Linked DNA regions of Mus musculus: region 1 is linked to region 2. The links are chromatin contacts, called in public HiChIP or PLAC-seq maps. All regions are on one chromosome and are shown on one strand. The core of a region is the stretch at or near the end of the contact, and the rest is flanking DNA. Distances in the headings are between cores, read along the strand shown.

The links. HiChIP or PLAC-seq counts read pairs in DNA pulled down with a chosen protein or histone mark.
Region 1: an H3K27ac HiChIP or PLAC-seq map of CD8 T cells shows a contact between it and region 2, with 3 times the contacts expected there. The contact joins two enhancer-like sites. A contact is called at or near these places in 6 of 484 Hi-C or Micro-C datasets (CD4 T cells, CD8 central memory T cells, bone marrow-derived macrophages and 1 more), 8 of 115 datasets of contacts at active chromatin or transcription factors (CD8 T cells, T-cell acute lymphoblastic leukemia, large pre-B cells and 3 more) and 4 of 9 other capture datasets (adipose tissue, embryonic stem cells, liver and 1 more).

Annotation. Positions count from the first base shown.
Region 1 is chr7:128,630,863-128,635,839 of GRCm38.p6, forward strand. The region is part of intron 1 of Inpp5f (inositol polyphosphate-5-phosphatase F); the gene reads left to right. Among named protein-coding and RNA genes, the nearest start is that of Inpp5f, 22 kb to the left of the region's middle. Within about 2 kb of position 2,464, at least 53 of the 459 cell types and tissues checked have an H3K27ac peak or open chromatin away from gene starts, as enhancers often do. A contact at or near this core is called in CD8 T cells, memory CD8 T cells and regulatory T cells, where this site is marked.
Region 2 is chr7:128,379,334-128,384,076 of GRCm38.p6, forward strand. All of the region lies in intron 4 of Rgs10 (regulator of G-protein signalling 10), which reads right to left. Among named protein-coding and RNA genes, the nearest start is that of Gm39092, 15 kb to the left of the region's middle. Within about 2 kb of position 2,653, at least 69 of the 459 cell types and tissues checked have an H3K27ac peak or open chromatin away from gene starts, as enhancers often do. A contact at or near this core is called in CD8 T cells, memory CD8 T cells and regulatory T cells, where this site is marked.

The sequences.
Region 1 (4,977 bases), core at 1,214-3,713, 250 kb after region 2:
CTGATACAGGCTTGACAGACTGGTCACTGGAGTAAAGGTTAGAGTAAAGCATTTAAAAGTAACAGAGATAAAAGCAGTTAAGCCACAATTGATGCTAGGCAAGGAAGGCTTTTTTAAGCTTTGAGATAGATTTGTATAAAAGATAAAAACACAGCATCTGCAAAGAAGTCAAAGATTTAAAGTCCTAAGTACACAAAGGATTCATAGGTCAATAAGAAATCTACTCTAGGGCTTCACATTTGCTAGTGTTAATCCCATTGGTCAAGAATAAGACCCGTTTACAATTTAAAGCTAGTTTTAATTAAATACTCACCAAGATTGACTCTAGTCATGTCCAGAAAATGGCCACAAGTCATGTTTTGTAGGGGCGTAACAAGGCAAAACCGATCATTCATATTTTCTATTAGTTCCAGTTAGGGACAAGCATACATCCTGATGCATTTCCTGCCCATGTACCTCCCACCCACATGTGATCAAGCACATCCCATCAGATGGGTCAAACAAACCTAGGAAAAACAGGAGCTTATTCTTAATTGTAAGCAGAACTCTCAACCTGCAGGTCTATTTTTTCTGTTTTTTAAAGATTTATTTATTTTGTTTATGTATGTGAGTACACTGTCCTACTGCTGTCTTCAGACACACCAGAAAAGATCCCATTACAGATAGTTGTGAGCCATCATGTGGTTGCTGGGCACTGAACTCAGGACCTTTGGAAGAGTAGTCAGTGCTCTTAACCACTGAGCTGTTTCTCCAGCCCCTCCTGTTTTAGTCTCACAGGGAAATTAAAGATACAAACAAGAAGGCCAAAGCAGGGGGATGGCATACACGAGGAGATCGGTGTAGAAGGAGGAAAGCAGCTACTTTTATAGTTAAATAGAAAATAGCCTATTTCTAGGTAATGGATGCCATTAAATTAAGAGATTAAAAGATCCTGGTAAATTTTAGGCCAGGTGTAGTAGGGCTGCATACTTTTAATTTAATCTCAGTATTTGGAAAGCAGAGGCAGGTGGATCTCTCTGAGTTCAAAGTAGCCTAGGTATATAGTGAGCTCCAGGACAGCAAGGACTACCTAGAGAGAGATCCTGTGTGTGTGTTTTTAAGTTTACCTGCATATATATGTAAATATATGTACATATATATATATATATATTATACCTATATGCAGGAAAATTATATATAAGTAAACTTTAAAGTAAACTTTTAAATATGCTTTTGGCAGAAATCAATGTGACATAACATTTAATAGAAGTAATTTGGTAATGCTTGAGAGCCTTATTTTTTTTTAATGTTGTGACTACTACTTTCATTTCTAGGAATCTATCTTAATGCTATTAAGGATGGAGACAAATAAAATATTTGCATAAAATTCATCATTTATCACAGTATTTTTATAATAGAAAAAATCTTAATTAAAGATTTATGTGAAAAAGTACTTCCTTAAATGGAAAATTATGCCAGGATGTTCTATTTCTTTAAAAAAGATTTTTTATAAGATCTATTTATATTTTATGTGTTAAGTCTTTTGCTTGCATGTATGTTAGTAAGTGTACTCCATGTGCAGTGCCGTGGAGGTCAGAAGAGGGTGTCAGATGCCCTGGAACTGGAGTTCCAGTCATCTTGAGGGTTCTGGGAACTGATCATCCTTTGTAAGAGTCACAAGTGCTCCTAACCGTCGCACCATCGACCTGCACTCAGGTCCTGGCTGTTCTTCACTGGTAGGTTCTGAACAGACCAGGAGATCAGAAAACAGAGAAGATGGGAAAGTTGAGGCCCAGGAGGTCTCATATAAACTTTGTCTTATCTCAGCAAGTTTATTTTATCATACATACATCATATATACGGTTTGCAGGGAAAGGAGACAGAAGAAACTTTCATATGATGGTTGAAGTCAGCTGGATGCTAACCAAGCAATGCTTCACAAAGGGAACACAGGACACTTCATGTGTGTCACAGAACAAGTACGCATGCAGCATCCTTGGCTCTGATAACCATAACGCTTTAGGTCAGTGGTTCTCAACCTGGGGGTCACCACCACTTTGGGATTGACTAATGACCCTTTCATAAGGGTCCCCTTAGAACATCAGAAAACAAATATTTACATTACAGTTCATAATAGTAGCAAGATTACAGTGATGAAGTAGCAATAAAAATAATTTTATGGTTGAGGTCACTACAACATGAACTGTATGAAAGGGTCCCAGTGTTAAGAGGGTTAAGAACCACTTTAGGGGGAAGAGTTGGGTTCTCAGGATCCAAAACTGAAGTTTCCCCAAGACCCAGTCCCCAGGCCTTTTCTATATATCAGGGCTTGAAGAGAGTATAGCAGATCAGCCTGGTTCTCACCACAGCATCTCTCTAGCCCTTGAAAAAGACTTTTAAGAGGAGGTAGTTCTGTGTGGCACTGCAGTTACTATGCAGGCAGAGACCTGAAACGAGACAGACTAGTCTTACCTCAGTGGCCAGTTTCCCCCTCCGTCTCATACTGATACTTTGTAATCACATGCGGCATTTAAAACTTCCTGTTTCAGTGGCTCACTGCGCTGTTTGGGGGGGGGGGGGGAAGGTGAGGTGTTGCAGCAGGTTGCTGGGGTGTACAACCCCAGTCAGATAGGCAGGCCTCTTTGGTTTTGTTTATTTTGAGAAACAGTCTTGCCATTAGAGTAGGGTGGCCTGAAACTCAAGATCCTCTTGCCTTAGCCTGGACAACATCAGAGATTATAGCATGCACTGCTATTCCTAACTCTATTTATTTGTTTTTTAAATTTTTGAGACAGGATCTCAAAATTGTGTAGGCCTGGCTGGCTTGGAATTCACTATGTAGGTCAGGCTGGCCTTGAACTCACAGAGATCTGCCTGCCTCTATGCCCCAAGTGTTGAGATTAAAGATTTGTGCCACTATACCTGTTTTTAATTTAAGTTTTTTGACATTTTCAACTTACGCTTTTGAGGCAGAGTCTTATTATATTTCTTTTGATTGAGGCTCTGACTCCTGTCTTGTGGGCAGTTTGACTGTTATTTTCCTTTTTTTTCCCTCTTATTTTCTTTTTTGGTTTTTCGAGACAGGGTTTCTCTGTATAGCCCTGGCCGTCCTGGAACTTTTTAGTTTTTAAGTAAATTTATTTATTCATTCAACTTTACCTACCAATATTAGCCTCCCTTTCCTCCCAGGACCACCTTCCCGCAGCTCCTCCCCCATTCCTCCCTCCCCTTCATCTTTGCAAAGGGGGAGCCCCCCTCTAGTATCTCACCCCCCCCCCCCCCACACACACACAGCAGATCAAGGAGAATGGGATCCACAGGCAGGCAGGCAGGCAGGCAGGCAGGCAACAGATTCAGGGAGAGATTCCTGTTGTTGGAGAGCCCACATGAAGACCAAGCTGCTCATTGACTACACATATACAGGGGGCCGAGGTCCAACCCATGCTTGCTCTTTGGTTGGTGGTTTGGTCTCTGGGAGCCTCCAAGGGTCCATGTTAGTTGACTCTGTTGGCCCTCCTGTGGAGTCCCTGGCTTCTTTGGGTCCCTCAAGCAACTCTGTTATTTTTCTAAGCATTATTTCTTCACTTGTAAACTGGGTCACCTAATGCCAACCTCATAATGTTGTCAAGATTGGAAATGAGGGTTGGCAAGATGGCTCACTAGGTAAGGGCACTTGCCTCAAAAGCCTGGCAACCTGGGTTTGATCCCCGGAACCCACCTGGAGGAAGGAGAGAACTGACTCCACGAGTTATCCTCTGACCTCCACATGTGCACCTTGGCACATTTGTGTCCCTACTTTGACACATACAAAGCAAGAAATATTAGAAATGATGATATGTATAGGAGGAGCCTTTAAAATGTTTTTAATTCTTGCAATAAAACAATGAAGTTGAGGTGTGCATGTAGGCTGCCCATCATGCATGAAACCCTAGTCTTATAATCCTGGGTTCACCCCTAGCAAGGCAAAATAGCCACAATCAACTGAAGAAATGTATTGGTTGTTTTGTTTTTTGGTGAAAATATAACAGTAAAGATGGAGAAGAAATAACAGTCTCAGTTATGAAGTCTGAGGCTGGAGGATCACCGTGAGTTCACAGCTAGCCATGGCTAATCCTGACTCAAGAAATTAATGCATAGTGAAAAACTATCAAAACTGAAATGAGTTTGAAAACTAAACTATTAGTGTATTGTTACTGTATGAATGACAGATAATATTTCAGTAAAATTAAGTTTATGTGGTAATAATTAAAATGCAATTTTAGCAGAAAATTATATTTTAATTAATTAACCTATTTATTGAGACAGGGTTTCTCTGTCTCTGTGCAACAATCCTGGCTGTCCTGGAGCTCACTTTGTAGATCAGACTGGCCTCGAACTCAGATATGACTGCTTCTGCCTCCTGAGTGCTGTTAAAATTTCATTTATTATTAACACATGTGGAAGTCAGAGGGCAACTTTTGGGGTTGGTCAGTCCTTCCCCCGTTGGTTCTGGGCATTAAACTCTGCTTTCATGTTGAGCACTTCCACACTCTCAGCCATCTTGCTGGCCTGAACCAGCAGAAATATTAATTTTTGGTAATCTTTTTCAGTTGTTGAACTATCAGAAATGTCACATTTATCACTATGTGTGTAGCAATCTTTTGCAACCTTGATTGCAGAAGAGTTAAATTATATCCTTTGTCCTTATACCTGTTTTATATGTAATTTGCTTCTCTTCTGGGTGTCTAGAGTGTTAGTAATTTAAGAAATGTGAAAACAGTGCCACAAATCACTGTAGTCTATTCTGTGGTTCAGATGAGGGATCGGTGCAGTAGCACTCAGTAACTAAGCAGTTCCTGTTGGTTTTGTCCTAGAAGTCACGGATAAGAAAAGTGACTTTCTGGATTCCTTTGTCTAGTAGTTTCTGAGTCTTTGGGGAAGGGTGCGTTTCAGTGTAATCCCCTAAGCGGACAGCTCCATGGCCCTCACCATGCCTTGTCTTGGATCTGGGGCGGGCGG
Region 2 (4,743 bases), core at 1,403-3,902:
AGACCAGGCCTCCAGCAGGCAAAGCTGACCTGGACCTAAACAATGTGATCTGCAGGAAGGAGGAGAAAATGGAAACAACTCAGGGGGAGGAAGAGGAAGAAGCCTTTGAGCACGAGGAGATTTGTCTCCAGCAGGCAGCAAAGCAGAAAATCGTGAGTAGGCAGCTGGGCTGCTTCCGGGATTGCTTCTTTTTTTTTTTTTTTTTTCTTTTTTTGGCCAGGACAGATGTAGCATAGCAAGGCTCCTGGTTTGCAGGCTCCACATCTGCATGCCTACACTATAAACTGTTTAGCCGGTTGCCTGGGATCCCCTGCTGCGGACCGGACTGGGAGGAAAAGAGCGGAAGGCGAATCCTGCGCCTGCGCAACTGTGCCCTGCCTGCACCTTGCTTCCAGTGCAGGGACCCTACATCATCCAAACACCCACCGTGCTTCCTCAAACCCCAGACAGAGCTGCAGTGGAACAGCAAGGGGGGGAACCACCTTTGCAGTGCCCACCAGGCTGCTTGGGGAGGGACGGAAGGACATCCCTGGAAGCAGTCGGTCTCAGAACGAGGGCCACTCCAGGCTAATCCACTGCCTCCAGCCACTGCATTTTCAGCTTGATAAATATTTGATCACTCACAATCAAGTACATTAGAAGAACTAAATGAAATACCCACCTCCCTTCTTTTCTGGGTTACTTCTACCCGCATAAGGAGGAAAATTTTCAATCCTTCAATGTAACATAAAGTTTGGTCATAGGATTTCTCTGACTTGCCATTCTAGACCACCACCACCCCCATCTCTATCTCTCTCTCTCTCTCTCTCTCTCTCTCTCTCTCTCTCTCTCTCTCTCTCTCCCTCCCTCCCTCCCTCCCTCCCTCCCTCTCTCTCTCTCCCTCTCTCTCTCCCTCCCCCTCCCCCTTTCTCTCCCTCTCCTTATACCTAGATTACAGAACTGATTACTGGCTGTGTGAATATAGAACTGAGAGAAAAGGAAACCTCTCCCTACAGCTCTTAGGTGATTAATGGGTTTGGCAAGCTACTGTGCCCACCCTGTGAGTGGAGGTCCTCCTACGTCTTCTGAAGAAGGAGTGGGGCGTACCCAGGAGGTCTAAGGGCAGCTAGCAGACAGTGGGACAGTGGCAAGCAGAGACTGAAGACCCTGCCCTCAAGCACGAGCGGGCCACTAGAAAGGCTTCGTCGATCTGGACAGCACTTTAGTTCATAGACAGGCCCATTAGTTCATAGACAGGCCCATTAGGGATGGTGAACGTGCCAAGGGTGGAATCAGAACTCCAAGGCCAGAAATGGAGTCAAAAAGACCCTCCACATAAGACAAAATCTACTCCCTCGGTGTGGGCTATCCAGTCTTCCCTGGAGGCTGTGAAAGTCAGTTCAAAGTTCAACGATTGTTCTGAATGTCTGCCATGACGCAGAGTCTAGTGTTTTTCTGGCAGTTCTTCACACCCCCCTCCCAGCCTTCCCACTATCTTTAAGTCATAAGGTCACTCTGAAAGTTCTGCAGAGAGCAGCCTTCGTGCCCCATCCTGCTGAAGGTGGCCAACCGTATAGATGTGAGGAAACCTCCCTGGAAACTGCTGATTTCTAGACTGCCTTTGATCCTTTGGAAGCGAATGTCAGCGGGACCCATAAGCCAGAGATGGGCTATACCCTGGATCTGATTGCCAAGCACAGCCTAGACAGAGGGACCGTGGTGATGCAGGAAAGCTCAGACTCAGGTCCTGTGTAGAAAAACAGGGGAGCTGGGGTGAACCTAGGGCCACACTAAGAAACAGCCCATGTGGGGTCTGAGGCAGGATGAGGCTCTAAGCCCCAACTTCCCTCTTCTGATGCCAAGAGCCAATTTACCACACAGTGGTCATAACCATGACTCCAACATCCAGGAAGTGACAGGCTGAGACAGGGATGGGGTGGAGGGCTAGCACTCAGGCCAAGGGCCAATGAAAAGTCATGGTTAGAAAGCCAAGGCCAACGTTGACCCTCTGATTGAGGTGGTTCCTCACTGAGTCATCTGTTCTCTCTAGCCCAGCCAGGAAAGGGTAGGATAGCCAGGGCTGGGCATCAGGGACAAGCGGCCCAACTTTCAAGATCAAACCTACTAGTGCAACCGACCTACCTGATAAAAAGCTAAGCTTTAGCCAAGCAATAGTGGCACATGCCAGCACTTGGGTGGCAGAGGCAGGCAGATCTCTGAGTTCCAGGCCAGCCTGGTCTACAGAGTGTCTCAAAAAACAAAAACAAACAAACACACTAAACTTCAAAACTGGCGCCACAGTCCCAAGGATCCAACAAGCTCCCCTACGGATCACTTAGTAGGGACACTGAACCTCCTGACACACAGCAGCGCCTGCCTTTACATTAGCCTCTCCTGGAACACCCTGCCTCCCAAGTGTCCTCTCCCAACACCTTCTGTTTTTCTCTGGGTCCTAGGGACCCAGAGAGCCCTAGGAGTCCCTCCGGGATGCTCTACACTCATCTCTCGGCTCTTGTGTTCCCTTCTTAGCGTTTATCTCTGTCCTTGGGGCTGCACAGGAGCTGGCTTCCTTGCAGCACAAATAGCTCTTAGCATTGTCACTGAGGTGACTGAAAGGAGCCACCTTCCTTCCTGCTCCTGCCTCCCTCATTGCTTCCTGCGCAGCTCAGCCTCCAACTCTAGACTACAGTGCCCAAGAGATGCACACAGTACAACCTCCACCTCTCCTGAGTCACCACTGGGCATACAGACAAGCCGAACTTACAAATTAAATCAGGAAATCATCTCTCCCCTTATTTCACAGGGGGCGGAGTGGGGGAACCTTCCTAGATAAGAGCGATAAGCTTTTGCTAACGTGCTTGCTAACACGCACAGGGCACCCTTCACTCCTTATACTGACCATCTCTGGTTTTTGCTTGATGTCTTGGGAGTGTTGTTAGCTCACCAATCAAGTTAGCATCCTGTCGTACAGAGAAGCCTATACTGCCGTGTGTGAGAACATAGGCCCCGCGTGTTTCAGCCCCAGATCACTGTGCTGTGGTTAAGTTTCAGTACCGTTGTCTCTCCCTCCCTGCTTTCTGCCATCCAGCCAGCCCCCTGTTGGTACTTCACTTCAGATCTGCTCTGAACTAAAGAACCTGCTAGACCAGTGTACACACGGAGGGTTAGCAGAACCTGAGTGAAGAACCTAAGGAGCTCTTTTAAGGGTGTAAGGATGTGAGGCCATCTAATCTGAGCTCAAGGAGGTTTGCTGTGCTTTTGGCTCCCGCTACGTCATCCCACAAAAGCCCTGCTGCCCCATCAGCTTCCCCTAGCACAGCAGAATAAGGCCACATTATGAGTGGCTGGCCAACCAAAGCTTTTCTGGTGATGACGGCCGAAAGCAGAAGTTAGTAGCCTATTCAGGTAGGTCTACCATAAGCCACCTGGTAGTCATGGTGAAGCTGGAGCTGTGAATGAGGCTCAATGAGACCTTGGACTTAGAACTGGGGGATGGGGGAGGGTGCGGGTAGGCTCAGTCAACAAAGTGGCTGCTGGACAAGTGCGAGGACCTGAGTTCCGATTCCCAGCACCCACATAAAAGTTTGGCACAATGACACATGTCTGTAACCCAGCTCTGGAGAAGTCAAGGTAGGAGATCCCTGGCCAGACAGTCTGGTCAAACCCATGAGCTCTGGGCCAATGAGAGAGACTCTTCCAAAAAATGAGGTGAGAAGCAATTGAGGAAAGCACACAGTGTCGACCTCTGGCCTCTATATGCAACACATACACAGGTACATCACACACACGCACACATGCCCACACTCACACACACATACACACACACACTCACACACACAAGCATGCATGCACACACAAAATAAGTAAGGAAATGAACAAAAACTTTTTTTTTTAAATCTTGGGGCCTCCATCCTTGTTTCTCATTAATTTAACGTCCCTCACTTAAAAAAGCAGGGCCCTCAGAGGAGCTTTGTGGGAGCCAGGACTGCAGGTGATGCTGAGCCCCTTTGTGTCTAAGCCCCTGACAGACAGAGGTTTCCAACGTGAAGCCAAAACCAGGTGCCTTCACCATGTCGCCCACCTCCAGGAGACCAGCAAGCACTGCATAAGTCAGCCGTGTTGCACAGCCATAGGGGGGAAAAGCTGACCGTATACAGAGCTTCCCTTCCCTGTCACAGTTTCCTAAGAAATACGATGTAACTACAGACACGGTACTATGTCAGGGTAGGTCATCTACAGAGGAACCTTGTGGGAAGATGTGTAGGTTATACACCAGCTAACACTACTTGATAGATCTTTAGCACATGCTGTGTGTATCACAACAGTCCCTGCATCCAGTCTCCAGAGAGACCAATGGTTGCAGATTTTTCTCCTTCACCCACCTATACCTTAGGAGGGCAGTTTCTGTTTCTCTCTCTCTCTTTCTCTCTCTCTCTCTCTCTCTCTCTCTCTCTCTCTCTCTCTCTCTCTCCCCCCCACCCCCACCCCGTCTGTCTGTCTGACTGTCTGAACAGAGCTTCACAACAGGATATAAAAGCACTTCCTTTACAGTCAAACTCTGAACCGCATTGGTGATGAGTGTGGGTCACACGTGGTATTTATAGAACACAAAAGATGGGCAGGCAGAGATGGAATGTTGCCCTAGTGGCTATCTCCAGGTGAAATCACGGGGGCGGGCCTTCAGTAGATTTTCGTTTCCAAGCGCCTTTTACTACCAGGTAGATTAAAAGTATTTTTAAAACTTTTGTCACTCAGCCAGGTGTG